Regions from separate parts of the Mus musculus genome. Here all the other regions are linked to region 1. Evidence: chromatin contacts called from public HiCAR-type, HiChIP or PLAC-seq and promoter capture Hi-C data. All regions are on one chromosome and are shown on one strand. Each heading gives the region's core, a stretch centred on a gene start, on an enhancer-like site or on the middle of the called end of the contact. The rest is flanking DNA. Distances are from core to core; before and after follow the strand shown.

Region 1 (2,921 bases), core at 239-2,738:
ATTCAGCCAGCTCTGAGTCAAAATTTGAATTCTGTAATAACCTACGATAGAAGGGCAACTCTGCCAAGCAAATAATACAGGTAAGTTGGCAAAGGATGTTTACCACGTTTAAACTATTTATACTCTCACTCTCCCCCCCCCCCCATCCTTGAACTGTTTGAGAGTAAATGAAGTATATCACATTTTACCCTTGTATTTCCTAAAAATATGGCAACTCTGCTATGAAATCTGGAGTTATCAACAGGAAATTTAACAAAGATCTGATACTTTAATCTGTCTCCATAGTCCAATTTTGTGACCTGACCTAGTCTTGTCCCTTCTATTACTTCCCTTTATTACCAAACCATAGCACTAGCCCCTTCTGCATCTAGCTGTTTTATGGTCACTGGTTGACACGTGACATGCTATAAATGAATTGCTGAAAATAGACAGAAAACCAAATGCATTCTGCAAATCCCGCAGTTGGTTTAAATTCTACTCGGCATATGGGTTCCACCCCCACCCCCCCAGACAAAAGTTAGCTGGTATCGCTGTAACCACGGTCTAAGAACCTTTTCAAAAACAATCACGAAATCTCATCGTACATACTGCTAACCAGTTTGAACGAAATTGTTGGGCTTTATTTAACACCACCTCAGAACTTAGGACAGGACCTAAGGGCACAACTGGCTAGAGGCTTTAGGAAAAGGAAAATAATTTAGGCTGGAGGAAAAGTAAAGAATTTCCACGCTACGAATCCCCGTACGGCATGAGTTTTGGGGGAGAGGGGGAACGTACATTTCGTACTATTAGAATAAGCCCCCACCTCTCCCCACAAAACCACGGCAACGAAAACTCGATGACAGGGTTGCATTTTTGCTGTGCTGTATACCCAAGTTCATCGGCTTGTACTTTGGTTTCTTCGCCTGAGACGGTGACACCTTGCGCATATCCTCTGGGCGAGCCGTGGGACAGGCTACGGAGCCCTGCGTTACTTAAGTGGCAGGGAGGGACATTCAGATCCTCTCTCTCTAGGGACTGGAACCTGGCAGGCAGTGCGTCCCGAGCCCAGACTCCCGCCCGCTCGCCGATCTCAAGCCACGGACCGCAGAGGTAGCCCGCGGGGTCCGAGCAAGGCGGGAAGCTTGTCCGCACCGCCGGCGGCCGTGGAATCCCACCTTACCGGGCGCTGGGCACGTCCACCGGCCCGAGGCCACCGCCGGGCCCGGGCCGCGCGTCCCCGCCGTACTTCTCCTCCATGCAGGCTCAGGAGCCGCTGCCCGCGCCGCGGGCTCTCCTCATGGCTCGCCGCCGCTGCGGAAGCGCGGGCGCAGGCGCGTCACTCCCCCATGTCAGCAGCGTCCTCGCAAGCTCGGCAGTCTCCGCCGCTAGCCCGGGCTCGGCAAGCAGGCACACGCACGCTGGGCGGGACTAGGCCGCGGGCTGTTCCGGCAGCGCCGTTCCCCGGAGGCCGTACGGGCAGGAACGTTACCGGGCCACGTCATCCGCCCCGGCAGCCCTCACTCCCGGGGGAGTGACCAATCCTGCGCCTGCGCGCTGGTGGACACGTGGCTTCGCTTCACTCAGGCTCCTCCCACCGCTGGGAAGGCTCCGCTCGACCCGCCCCCTCCTCGCGTCTTCAAGAGAAGCCCCTAAGAGGTCCCTGCAGCGCCACCTAAGGTCCATCTTGGCTACAGCGTGTTCTCCTCGCTCGAGGGATGGATGGATGGTCCCCTAGAAAATGCATATTTGTGTTAACAAACAGAGCTTAGCCCTTTGCTTCAGGGTTCTTCTTTCTTAAACGGCTTCACTTTGTAGCCCAGATAGACCTAGAACTCAGCATGTAGCCCAGGCTAGCCTCATAAACCTGGATGATGAATTTCAGGCGTGAGCCACATATAGGCGTTGCTAACTCAAGTGCATTAACGGTTTTTTTTTGTTTTTTTTTTTTTTTTTTTTCTAATGAGAAAGCTAAAAGTTTTTTGAAGTGCCTGTGACTCCCACAAAGAGATTATTATTTTTGGATTTCTGATGATACGATAACGCAGAGTGGGAGGCTAAAACAATGGAGAAAGGCAACTGCTTGTGGATTTAATTGTTGGGCAGGAGTACAGGCTAACCTGCTCAAGTGTGTGAGAGGGAACACAGAAGGAAGGGGCTACAGGTGTGCTATTGTAAACAATTTTATTCCCTTTCTAAAAATATTGATTTTCTTCAATCCTGTCTTTGAAATGATATTACTTAGTGTAGACATATCTATATAAAAGCTATTTTTTTACAGGTACCTGGGTCTCTATTGGTCTGAGTCTCAATAATTGTGGACATCTTGGTCAGCATGGTGGCGCATGCTTCTAATCCCAATTATAGCCAGAGGCAGTTTGAAGCCAGCCTGGTCTACATACTGAATTCTAAGCTAGCCAGGACTACAAGGTGAGATCCTGTCTCAAAAGGAACAAGAAAAGAAATAAACAATTGTAGTCACTTGACCTATCTGTTGTTTAGTTTTCCTCCCGTTCGTCGTTTGTTGTTGTTATATAGAGGCAAGGTCTTATGTAGCCTAGGCTGGCTTCCAACTTGATATATAGCTAAGGACGGACTGGAACTCTGGTCTCCCTGCTTCTGTCTTCCAAGTGCTGGCATTATAGGCACACACCCCCTTTCCGGAAAGTAGGAATAGTAATATCTATATTATAAAGCTGTTCAGAGGGAATGTGAGTGGCATTTAGTATTACTCAGTAAGTGTTAGCTATTATTACTGAGGGAGGTTTGGACTGGTGATTTGAAGGAGAAAGTGGGGTTTCCAGAAGGACAAATCATAATTAGTTGATACTATTCTACTGAATTTGAACACACACAAAGAGTCCAAGTGACATGTATGTGAGCAAGCTAGCAAAGGCTTTACCTTTAATCTGTGGTAGAGAGTAGTTAGCAAGCTGAGAGCA
Region 2 (2,921 bases), core at 183-2,682, 2.9 Mb after region 1:
AGGCGCCTGGCAACGCGCCCAGCTAGAATAAATGAAAATTTAATAATCACCTGCACCAAGTGAAAAGAATACTGATAGGCAGTCACTGTTTTATTTCAACTTTTTTGAATGCATAACATTAAATAGTCACATCCGTAAGAAATCAATTTGTAGCCATTCTGCTACTTACAGAGAGTAGAGAGATATATTGTTCTGTGTGCATGACTATGAAATAAGCCAAAATCTTTTCCCAAAAAAATCGTGGACAACTTTTCCTTCAAATAATTTTAGCATAAAGAACAAAATACCGTGGCCCTTAGTATTTTCTTAAAGTTTATGAGTGTGAGAATGTTACGAACGGTAAAACCATTACAAGTTATCCGATTAGTGAATACTGCATAAGGGAAATTTACCACTTCAAGTACACTGCCTAAGAAGCGAGCGCTGGATTTTAAACACATGTACACAGTAGTGATAATTCTGCACCGATTTATACTTTTTGAAACGTCTGAGCCAGCGTGACCTTCTTGGAGAAGGAAAATTCAGGCTGTTGCCAAAAGGAGAGATTGACGTGATCTTTAAGATCGTGAATATGGGCTCGGTTAGAAAAACCAAAACGATGGTAAATGTCTAAGATCACCCCGGAGAACAAAAACAGCCCCGATTCCATGTTGTCATCCGCTCGCTCCCTCAGCAGCGCTAGCAGCCTGACATTAAGACCTAGAGGTCCGGGCGTTGGCGTTGCTGGCGTTCTCCACGATTCTCCCAGTGCAAAAAAAAAAAAAAAAAAAAGAAACGTTATAGGCATTTGCCATGAGGACTGTCGCCGGCCCACCTGCGGCCATCTTAAGTTCGGGGGAAACCAAAGGCCCGGGGCACCCAACTCGAAGGCCGGGCATCAACCACAGTCCCGGAGGCTCGAGAGAGGAAGGCACCCCTAAGTCCTCTGCAGGAACCCCGCGTGGAGCTCAATTAACAAAACCTCACCGCGGAGAGGCCCCGCGGCCGGCCGGGTGCCCTCATCAAACATGGCCGCCTAGGGAAGCGCGCCGTCACGTGACGCCCGCGCTCGCCCCGTGCCTCCCTCGGCGCCCGAGGTCTGGATGGCGGCGCGCCCCTCCCCCCGCCGGGCTCCAGCACTCACTCTGGGGGGTAGAGCCGTAGCTCCTCGATTTCTCCTAGGAAGGAAAAGAGCGTCCTCATCTGCTCGCTGGTCACCGCCGACGAGAGGTTCGTCACCTGAATCACCGTCGTAGGGAAGAGGCCGAAGCCTAAGCCCAAGCCGAAGCCGCCGCCGCTGTTCATCCCGGCCTCGCTGCTGCTGCCTTCCCGCTCCCCAACGTCCACGACGCGTCAGCGACGGAGCCTGGGAAGCAGAGGCGCGCGGCCGCGAGCGCGCTCCCGAGAGCTAATCCTCCGCGCCCGGGCACGTCTAGCCGCCCATCGCGCAACTCTCCTGCTCCGGGGGCTGCGCGCGCCGGCCGGAAGCGTCGCCCTGGCAACGCGGCGGCTCCCCGCGGGTCCTGGCGGCCGCAGCCCTGGGGTCAGGTCGCCGGGACTGTTGCTAGGCGTCACTAGGTCTTCAGAGAGGTTTACCTGCTGCTGCAGTGAGGGTTGCGGAGGTTGTGCCTACAAACTCCATCACTTCTCGATGCTTCTGTCAGTTAAGCAGCTCGGCTCTTTCTCCACATCAGGCGGAGGAACCCAGAGGCCTGGGCTGCAGTGGTAAAGGGACAATGACATCTGGACATTATACATTAATACCTGACCAAACAATAGCTTCATTATTAAATACAGGCTGCAACCCCGCTTAACCTATTTTCAAAATTGGCAGGCACCCTGATTATGAGAATTCTTGGAAATTTTCACACCAATTATGGAGGTTAGGGTAAATGAGTGAATGAAAGGCTTTGCTGTCAATTTATAACATGCAATTTATTTACTAGCGGGCCCTAATATCTATACTTTTAGACAAAGGCAGGTAAAAGACACAAACTGTCTACATGCAACTTGCACCTTAATACTGCGCAATCATTTTCAACCAGAGCAGCTATATCCAAAGTTCATGGTTCAAGTCCATTCCTGTGGGCCCACAATATAAAAACTTATTGGGGTCCTGGAGTTGCTCTACAAAGCACACAAACATCAAACTCAGTTAAACAGGGATGGTTTATATAACTCACACCACAAGCCTGATGGACCAGGGCAACAGCTCAAAAAGCTGAGCGCTGGATATTTCTTAATGGCCATCTTCTAAAGGTTAAAACCGCTCAAACCACAGTGGGCTCCAATGCAGGTGCTGGAAGGGCTGCCTGGTAGTCAGCCCTCACTCAAGCCATTTTAGACGTGACAGTTTATATTGACCTTTAATTTGATGGGTCCTACATGAAGCCTACAGTTGTGGAATTTCTTAAGATTAACAAACCTCATAACACACAGAACAGAACAGGGTATGTGATCAGCATGACTCTGTTCTGAGTCAAGTTATTTTTCTGTGTCAATGACTGGCAGGCACACTACAGCAACATATGAAGTAGCTAGCAGACATGGAACGAAATGGCTACAGCTATGCTGGGGGAGGGAGACCCCAACACATGTACTAATTATTAAGACTTTGTTGCCACAGGGCGGTGGTGGTGCAAGCCTTTGATCCCAGCACTTGGGAGGCAGAGGCAGGTGGATTTCTGAGTTCGAGGCCAGCCTGGTCTACAGAGTGAGTTTCAGGACAGCCAGGGCTACACAGAGAAACCCTGTCTCAAAAAAACAAAAGAAGAAAAACAAAAACAAAAAGACTTTGTTGCTCTTTTCACCTTTGTTCTGATGGTCTTAAAGCAACAGTAGAAATGAGGGTGTAGTTACATTGGTAAATGTTTGCCTTGCTTACTTGAAAGCCCAGTGTTGAGACATTAGACCCGAAACTGGCATAAACCTGTAATCTCAGC
Region 3 (2,921 bases), core at 229-2,728, 2.6 Mb before region 1:
CTTAAGATGAAATTAGAGATAATGTGCTGGCATCAGACATAAAATTAAACGTGAAAGGTTCAAACTGTAGGAAAGAAAACCTAAACAGAGGAAACTTAAAAGTGACAGAAGAAGAAAAAAAGAAGGAGAAGAAGAATCTAAGTTCTTAACACGAGAAGCATTCAACTGAAGACAGTCGGGAGTATCAGATGGACGATTATATCGACGATACTCTCTGTCCACTCTGAAAAGCCTGCACAGCCGACATCAGCAGCACCAAAGCAATCAGTTTAACTTATTCTAATTGCTATTTTGATGAAGCAGAGCAAACCAAGGTTCATTCACTTCACACTCACTTTTGCTTTAACATACCAGGAATGCCCTTTCACTACGTACTTCCTATTTAAGGTCAGCACAGGAAGTCATTCTGTCCCTCAGAAATCCCTCTCTGCCTTCCAACAGGTGTTCTCAAACACTATCAAGGGCCAGATGGTAAATATTTTAGGTCTGGCCAACCAACCGACAAAGCAGAAGATATTCTATAGTTAATGACATGGCAAGAAATTTTTTCACTAGTACTCACAAACGCATTTGTTGTTGTTGAAAGGAAATACAATTCTTTGAGGTCAAGGCCTATTTCATTTAGTTTCAAGCCAAATCACTGTACATAAGACAGTATGTTTATCTGCAAAAACCATTATTGGCTCACTAGATAAAAACAGGCACCGGAATAGATCTGTCCCAGGAATAGTACCTCCTAAGTCTATTTTTCAAGAAATGAAAGGTTTTCGAGGAAAGAAGTGAGAAGTAGCGCTGGCTTGCTAAGTTACACAAATGAAGAACAGCATTGGCGGGGACGTGCAAGGGAAGACAGAACAAGCAATGAGATGCTATGAAAACGAATGTTAGGAAAATCACTGGACCAAGTCAGGACCTAAGAAACTGGGATTCACGGAATAACAGGCATTACGACACAAGGTGTGATCAAATAAACCCTGAAGGGTACTGAGAACATGTAAGAGGGAGATGTTTAATTCTACCTGGACATAATGTCATTTCAGCGGGGTCTCTAAGCATAATGTGGCACGATGGGCACAAAAGAAGCAGAGCGGAGGTGCAGAGAGGGACGAATACCCAGCCATCCTCAAATCACTAAAACAGAATTCTGTCCTTGGCCTTGGAGAAGAGATTGCTCCAGGGACTGACAGAGGTGGCTAGGAGAGCGACTACAGAGGAGCAAAGCCTGGGTCAAAATTAAATCGCGGAGGCAGATAAGTTCAGTGATCTCCGGGGGAAGCCCCAGAACAGACGTCCAGGATGTCAGAGATCACAGTGAGGACTGAGCAGAGCCTGGGCCGCCACCGGGAGCCGCCATCGCCTACCTCCGCGGGGCCCCGAGGGTCCACCGAGGCACCGATCCCCAGGACGACTCCCCAGACTTCGCCAGCTCCCTACAGCATACCGCTCTGCAGCACTCGCTCAAAATCACGCGGACAGTCCAGGAGCCGGAAACGCGGAGGCGCAGAGGCGCGTCGCGGGAAGATGACGTGCAGCGCAGGCGCAGAAGGTTTACGACCCAAAGAACTACAAGAAAGCGCCCTGGTGGGCGGGGCCCTGGGCGGGGCCCCGGGCCGCTCTCCAATGACCCGGAACTGAGGCGATCCATGGTTCTCCGAGAGGATGGGCTACGGGGCGCTAGGGAAACAAGAAGCGATCCCTGGGAGTCGTCTCGCCTTCACCGAACGCTCTGGGCTTTTTCCAGAGGAGATAAAAGATAGGAAGTGACGTCTGGGCCCGAAGCAGGCCCGGGGCTCGGGACCGATCTGGCTAGGCCAGGCCAGAGCCGCTCTCCCGCTGAGCTCAGGGCGCGTGTACCACCCGCCTGACCGGCCCCTGTCCCCGGATCCGCTCGCCGCGTCGGAGCGGGAGCGGGTGTCACCCCGCGGCCGTAGAGCGGGAACGCCCGCCCGGACACCTGTCGCCCGTGAGACGCCTTTCGTTTTTTATAGCACCTTTGCCCCCACTGTAGGACAATTTCAAGAATTAGGAAGAACCCGAAGCCTCTGTGATTAGCTTCCATTGGGGACTGTGCCCCCTGCTTGCATTATACTCTCCCTTCCCAGGCGTCTGGCTGGCGAGCCTACCCACCCTTTCTTTCTTAACTCTTTCTCACCATCTCTGTCATTTCGTTTTTTCCCTCCCTTGTGCTTCAAGTCTTGGCGAATCAACAGTCTTTGCTTATCTCTGTAATCCAGTCTAGATAACCGTTCCCTTTTCCTTTCCTGTTCTCTGGTCAAAGACTGGTAATTCCGTCTATTGAAACCTATTGTTCTATAGGGGTCCGCAAAGAGGTGACTATTTTAACCCCATTTTAGGAAGGATTGAGTCTCGGGAAACTCGTGATTTGCATGTCTAGCACATCGAATTAGTTGGTGTTGAAAATAAATTATCAGACCCAATTAGAAAATATGGGAAAGAAACTGTAAAAAAAAAAATTGTCCAAATTAAGATCAGAAAATATGAGGCACTAGGTAGGTTTTGTGTGCGGTGGCTCCTAAGAGTGATCTTAAACCAGGTGAGGGAGGTGGTACACACCTTTAATCCCAGCACTCCGGAGTCAGAGTCGAGGCTACAAAATAAGTAAGACCTCGTGTCAAAAGAAAAAAGATCTCCATCTGGCAGTTTTTTCCCCCTTTAATGGGAGCTTGAAAGGAAGTTTTCAAGAGAATAGCACTGGACATCCCCTGGGAGAACTGGGGAGGAGAGGGGGTGGAGTTGCGGCTCAACCCACACGTGCCTAGAAGAAATTGTTCTTTCCTTAGAAACAGTTCCCATTGAGTGCTATAAACTAACTTTCTGTTCCTGTGGCCTTCTGACAAAATGTAGCAACTTTGTTATGTGATACTTTGTGTGACTGTAGTGTCTTCATGTCTCTCCTGGAA
Region 4 (2,921 bases), core at 282-2,781, 2.1 Mb after region 1:
TTATACTAAGTTCCTTTTTTCTTTATGACAAAACAATATGACTGTTCAGTTTGATATCAGTCCCCAACAGCTAAAACCCCCTCAGGTCCTGCTATTCTATAACAAAGCTTAAGGTCAACATTTTAAAAATTTACCGCTGAGTCCTTGACGGAACTCCCTAATTTCCAGGCAGATAGAGGGAAAAGAAAACAGAAAGTATGGGAACTTCAAAAAATTAACAGCCCGTGTGAACTTTTATTTAGAGATTTCTCTCGTTACAAAGTGTACCCATGTGTCATGAAAAACACGTTCGTGACTATTAATACATAGCCAGCTCTACTCATAGAGAGTGATGGCTTCCAATAGACAAAGTTATGGACACCACCCATCCACTTTCATCCCCGTGGCCCCAGGCCCTTTTTAAAAACATCTTGGCTCTCCTCCTTAACTTTCAAAGCGATTATTCAGTTACCATGATGTCACACTCAAATGACTAGATGACATCTAGTGAAGATAAGACAGGTTAAAATAAAATACCTCTGTGTGTGCTCACACTAGAGTTGGGCGTGCTCCGGACCCTGCTGGGGAGGGTCCAATCGGAATCTCTCCAAGGGAAGAGCTACTTTTATTCTAACCAATACACAGAAGACTCCCCACAGAGTTGTATAGCTCCAGCCCAGTTCCAAGCCTTCTTCCTCTACAGACCCATAGGGACTAAGGATTTTTTGATACCAATATCTACCAGCTTTTTAGTCTCTATTGCAAAGCTTATGACTCCCCTGCTTTAAAAGATACTATTTAAACTCCTGATACCAGATATATTTGTAAAGAAAACCAGGCAAAGCCATAAAAGACTAACACATTCTTTCTCATATCCTACCTCCCTGTCCCAGTATCCTGGACCTTAAAGCAGCCAGCCAGAGAAGCACAAACGCACTGCCTAGTTACAGGGTGAAGAGCTGTGACTCCTTCTCCAAAGCATAAGCTTCCATGTCCTCATCGATTATTTCCAATGCATTTTTTTTTTTTTGGAAACCCACTTTTTTCACTTTATACATTCCTCACTGCTCTGCCTCCTCCTCCATCACCATACACCTGAACATTACAGGGCAGCAGTGACAACTTGGGAGCTCCCATTCTGAGCCAGGCTGGCCTTGAACTCTGAGAATCCACCTGCCTTTGTTCTCCTGATTGCTGCGATCTGGTCAGCCTTAAGGGGGAACTGCAGAGACTGTCAGAACTCCCTATGCTAGGCGGAAACCCAGGCTCTCAGCAGACAGCAGCAAGAGCCGTATATACCAAAGTCTTGGAGTAGAGCCCTCTCTTCCCTGGATGAATTATTCGGGGAAAAGGCTGGGCACGGTGTGGCAGGGCCGGGGAGGAGGGGTGAGCTCTACAAGGCAGCTTCAGGGCACATTAGCCAAGCTGGAGCTGACTGGATGAGAGGATGACAGGGCGAGTCCTGCAGCAATAGGCAAGGCACAGTGGAGAACGTGAAGACAGGAGAGGGATGAAAGGAAGCAGTTATGAAACAGGCCTGGGCAAGGCCAGGAGTGGGAGGAAATGGCTCAGGGACTCAGGGAGGGGCCTAGCCCGCAGGTCAGGCGTGGAGAGGCGAGGAGGAGCCACAAGTGGGGCCTGGTTTCGGCCACCTGTGGAACCAGCTGCTGAGAAACGGCCTGGTGCCAGGGCTCAGGAGGGAGCCAACAGTGAGGGGAATTAGGCCCAAGAAGATCCGGGGCTTTATGTGGGTTCATATGTCTGTTTGCGGACAGGGTCTCACAGTATAGCCCCGGCTAGCCTAAAACTTGTCCCATAGACCAAATAGCCTGAACATGCAGCAATCCTCCTGCCTCTTCCACCAGAGTGCTGCTGATATTACAGGTGTAGGCTACCGCACCCAGCTGAGTCAAGGCTTTAAAGTGAAACTCCAGCAGCAAGCTCAGAGGGAAGAGAAGGAGAGGGGAGGGGAGGAGAGGGGAGGGGAGAGGAGGGGAGGCGAGGTTCACAGGCTGTGGGAGGAACTTGAACTTCCAGGGAGGATGTGAAAAGGAAACTTCTGCCCTTGCCAACTCTGGTGATGGAGCAGCCCATGGGGTGAGCAGACGGTGAGTAAGGGGATGTGATTCAGGAACGAGGCTCCTGGGCTGCCTGAACATATAAGGCTTGGTGCCACGATGCATGACCTCTGGGTTTATCTGCCCACAAAAGGTGGTCACCACCCAATCTGCATTTCCTTGCTTCACACCAACCGTGCTGGTCAAATGACAACTCAGAGTACCACTGGACAACTGTTGATGCTGGGGGCACTGATGGTCTCCCCACTGTGTGAGCCAGAGACAACACTCACGCACGCATGCACACAGGCCACCCTTCACTCTTGGGGGACTTATCCCCTTGAAAGTCATCTCTGCCCATTCCTTCAATGACGCTGTTTTTCTTCCAGACTAAGATAATCTACACCTCCCATGGTATAAATGATGGTTTCCAGGTCAATGCCCTATACCTAAATTCAACTTCCTGTCTGGGGACTTTCTTTTTGTCCTTCCTGCCTCAAGAGACTTTGATGTTGCCAGACAGTTGCCCCCCCCCCAAATGTTTCTCACAGTCTTCAGCCTCCCTTTAAATATTACCTTTTCAAAGGGACTTCCCTAGCCTCTTTATTTAAAGCAGTCCCCACTCCACACCCACAAGGTTACTCTCTCTCTCTCTCCCTCTCTCCCTCTCTCCCTCTCTCTCTCTCTCTCTCTCTCTCTCTCTCTCTCTCTCTCTCTCTCTCTCTCTCCCTTCCACACTCTTGCAGCTGTCGGAACACTGACCCCAATTTGGCAATGGGCTTCTTTAGATATCTGTTTACTGGTGAGGCTGACTTATTCACTACTGTAGTCCTTGCCTCAGCATGAACGGAAGGCAGGAATGAATTCCCAGTGGTCCTTCAAACA
Region 5 (2,921 bases), core at 166-2,665, 2.0 Mb before region 1:
AATAGTCATCAGAGAGCCGGGTCCAGAAAGGACGGAACTGTAGAAGCAGATCGGTTGCCTAGGGACCGAGACAAGGGGCAAACTGGGAATGACTCCTAACCGGTAAGGGATTTTTTCTGAGGTTATGAAATTGTTCTAAAATTGACTGTGGTGATGTTTGCAAAAAAACAATGAGGAACTCTTCACAGTATACACTTTAAGTGCATGCATAAAACCGCTCTTTAAAAACACCACCGAGTACAGATGATTGCGAAAAGCGAATTAACATTCAAAACAAATAACCATGAACTGATTGTATTCAAGCCCGTGCTTGAGACTGAATTAAGAATCTCAGCTAGCAGTAGCTGGCATGACTGAAAGCTGACTCCTTTCAACACCTTACCTAAATGAAAGTGGTGCCGTATTTGCAACTGTCGGGCCACGAAAACCCAAGTTCGGCCAAGATACCTGAGTAAACACGTAACTTTCCTGTTCATGGCAGAAGCGTACTTGCCACGATCGGCTAACAGCAACTGCACGAAATCACACGGCGAGGAGACTAGAGGGGTGTGGGGAGCCCGAGGAAGGTCCACGAAACCCAACTTCCACGGGCTTTGTGAGCAGGCCTGAAGGCAAAGTCCTGGGCGCAGCCCCCACCAGCCCAGCCGCGCGGCCAAGAGGAAGTGCCGAGCCCGCTCGGCCCTGCACGGACTCTGCGTGGGGTCCCGGGCCTGCGCCGCGGGAAGCCGACCAGCCGGGTGCCCGGCTCCCCGCGCCGGACGCCGCGCACGCACGCCCCGTCGGCGCTTTGTCCCCGCCCGGCGCCGCCGGCCCTCTGGAGTCCCCGCCGAGACTCCCGGGCCGCGCTGCCAGCCCGGGCGCCGCGCGCAGTGGCCAACCCGGAGGAGGCGGGTGGCCGGAGAGCCGTGGCCCGCGGGAGCTCGGCCGGGCAACCCCGGGGCCGTGGACTCTCGCTCGGCCGCCCGAGGAGCCGCCGCCCGCCGCGCACGCAGGCCGCGGGGAGAAACCGAAGCCCGCGGCGTCCCCAACACCCTCCGCTCACCCAGAAATTCTCCACGAAATGCGCCATGACCATCTTGCCGCCGCCGCCGCCGCCGCCGCCGCCGCGCCGGGTTCCGCGTCCGCACCCGCCCGCCGCTGTGTAAACACGGACCGGCCCCTACGGCGCCCCCGCCTCTCGCCGCCGCCGCCTTCTTCCCAGAGACCGCCCGCGCCCTCTAGGGCGCATGCGCCACCTAGCGGCAGGCGCGGCCGCCGCCACCACGGGGCGAGAGCCTGACTGTCGCTCCCGAGTGCGCGTGCGCGCAGCCTGTCCGGGTCCGAGCGTTCGCAAGGAATGGTACAGAGCTTAGTCTGCGCGAGCCTCCGGGGCTGGCGGGAGTCGAGCTACCCGCAGGCCCGGGGGGCGGAGCTAATAGGGCCACGCCCCCTCGCGTCCAGCGTCCTGGCCTTCTAGGATCTCCAGCAGTCCCAGGTCCTGGCAGACTGGGACTAAGGAAACTTGGCAGCCGGCCACCCCAAGGAGACTGGGAAACCTTTGGTCAACAGGGAGCCTCTCCTTGACTGGGAAGTAAGATCCAAAACAAAACTGTCCAAGGCCGGAAAGGGAGGGAACGCCCAGTGTCGCCTGCAAGACTCAGGCAGTGCAGTCGGTCACAAGGGAGCCAGCCGGCCTGGACCGCCTGCCGAGAGCAGGCGTGACCCGAAACGCGACTCTTCCAGGCCTGTTCACAAAGCCCATGGTGGTAATCTTACCAGTTTGTACACCCAGGAGGAAAGGACACAAGTTTTAACATGCTTCGGCCTGATGGGGAAAAGAAATCCCTCGCCATGCCTTTCTTTCCAAAAGTTTAAAAAACTTTAGAGGTCCCAAGTTCATTAAGCTAAGTCAAAGATCTGCAAGTTGGAAGTCAAGCTCCAGAGATGATTTAGTGTAGTTTTAACTACAGTATGAACACCGCACGTCCTAAGATCGTTTTCAAACATGGACAATGTAGCACTTTCTTCAAAGGAAATTATTTGCCTCCCCAAACGATGTATGTAAACACTTTTCATGTATCTTTTATATAGTCGATAGCAAAAGATAACCAGACAAAGGTTGTGCCTTTATAAGAATATCTTTCAGAAATATTCACGTAAAGCTAAGACATCTAGCATCTGCTCAGGAGTATTTGGTGGAAGCAGGGCAGAAGACTAGGGTATAGGAGGAACAAGATTGGCCATACAAGTAGTTGAATGATGGAAAGATGCTATTTCCATATACTATTTTAAAAGGTCTATGTGTATGAGTGATTTGCCTGCATGTTAGGTATGAATTCCATGTGTGTGCCTAGTGCCCAATAAGACCAGAAGAGCGTGTGGGATCCTCTGAAACTGAAGATACAGAAAGTTGTGAATCACCATGTGGACTTTGGAATTGAATCAGGGTCCTCTCCAAGAGCATTAATACTCATAACCACTGAGCAATCTCTCCTTTGTTTGTTTGTTTTTGTTTTTCTTGTATATGTTAACTCTTCCATTTAAAATAAATATTTGCTTTTGTTTTGTAAACCATCAGCCCAGTTATGCTATCCTTGGTGCTTAAGATAGAAGAAAATTCTAACAAAAGGAGTAAGAAAGCTCACCCTGCAAAAGCGGCTGGTACTGGATTCCTAATATCACCAGGCTTAGTGCGAGAGAGGATCCCCGAGTTTCCTTTTTTTACTGAGACCCGCCAACATGGGCCGAGTTCACACCAAGACTGTGAAGAAGGCGGCCCAGGTCATCATCGAGAAGTACTACACACACCTGGGTAATGGCTTCCACAGTAACAAGCGCCTGTGGGAGGAGACCTCCATTATCCCCAGCTAGAAACTTCGGAACAAGATAGCTGGCTATGTGACCCATCTGATGAAGTAGATTCAGAGAGGTCCTATGAGAGG

Evidence for each region. Promoter capture Hi-C pulls out the DNA fragments that hold promoters and counts their contacts. HiCAR-type assays count read pairs that join an accessible place to other places. HiChIP or PLAC-seq counts read pairs in DNA pulled down with a chosen protein or histone mark.
Region 2: a HiCAR-type map of astrocytes shows a contact between it and region 1, with 11 times the contacts expected there. The contact joins the promoter of Srek1 here to the promoter of Slc30a5 in region 1. A contact is called at or near these places in 4 of 39 promoter capture datasets (hippocampal neurons, liver and pre-B cells), 1 of 484 Hi-C or Micro-C datasets (embryonic stem cells), 2 of 115 datasets of contacts at active chromatin or transcription factors (astrocytes and embryonic stem cells) and 1 of 9 other capture datasets (adipose tissue).
Region 3: a contact with region 1 is called in a HiCAR-type map of astrocytes, with 2.4 times the contacts expected there. The contact joins the promoter of Utp15 here to the promoter of Slc30a5 in region 1. A contact is called at or near these places in 2 of 39 promoter capture datasets (liver and pre-B cells) and 1 of 115 datasets of contacts at active chromatin or transcription factors (astrocytes).
Region 4: a contact with region 1 is called in an H3K27ac HiChIP or PLAC-seq map of embryonic stem cells, with 8 times the contacts expected there. The contact joins the enhancer-like site here to the promoter of Slc30a5 in region 1. A contact is called at or near these places in 2 of 484 Hi-C or Micro-C datasets (B cells and embryonic stem cells) and 8 of 115 datasets of contacts at active chromatin or transcription factors (astrocytes, embryonic stem cells, large pre-B cells and 4 more).
Region 5: a promoter capture Hi-C map of liver shows a contact between it and region 1, with 5 times the contacts expected there. The contact joins the promoter of Fcho2 here to the promoter of Slc30a5 in region 1.

The regions. Positions count from the first base shown.
Region 1 is chr13:100,831,939-100,834,859 of GRCm38.p6, forward strand. It overlaps Slc30a5 (solute carrier family 30 (zinc transporter), member 5), which reads right to left and starts at 1,489. Exons shown (of 16, transcript NM_022885.2): 1 at 1,163-1,489. The coding sequence starts at 1,239.
Region 2 is chr13:103,773,176-103,776,096 of GRCm38.p6, forward strand. It overlaps Srek1 (splicing regulatory glutamine/lysine-rich protein 1), which reads right to left and starts at 1,433. Exons shown (of 12, transcript NM_001361085.1): 1 at 1,124-1,433. The coding sequence starts at 1,284. Gm52054 (a long non-coding RNA gene) reads left to right here and starts at 1,442. Exons shown (of 4, transcript XR_003950659.1): 1 at 1,442-1,861.
Region 3 is chr13:98,261,514-98,264,434 of GRCm38.p6, forward strand. It overlaps Utp15 (UTP15 small subunit processome component), which reads right to left and starts at 1,479. Exons shown (of 13, transcript NM_178918.3): 1 at 1,362-1,479. It overlaps Ankra2 (ankyrin repeat, family A (RFXANK-like), 2), which reads left to right and starts at 1,563. Exons shown (of 8, transcript NM_001271388.1): 1 at 1,563-1,963.
Region 4 is chr13:102,897,415-102,900,335 of GRCm38.p6, forward strand. All of the region lies in intron 4 of Mast4 (microtubule associated serine/threonine kinase family member 4), which reads right to left. Among named protein-coding and RNA genes, the nearest start is that of Gm30106, 8.9 kb to the right of the region's middle. Within about 2 kb of position 1,532, at least 172 of the 459 cell types and tissues checked have an H3K27ac peak or open chromatin away from gene starts, as enhancers often do. A contact at or near this core is called in B cells, astrocytes and embryonic stem cells, where this site is marked.
Region 5 is chr13:98,814,034-98,816,954 of GRCm38.p6, forward strand. It overlaps Fcho2 (FCH domain only 2), which reads right to left and starts at 1,416. Exons shown (of 26, transcript NM_172591.3): 1 at 1,043-1,416. The coding sequence starts at 1,075. Gm34995 (a long non-coding RNA gene) reads left to right here and starts at 1,948. Exons shown (of 3, transcript XR_382806.4): 1 at 1,948-2,036. It also overlaps the pseudogene Gm18134.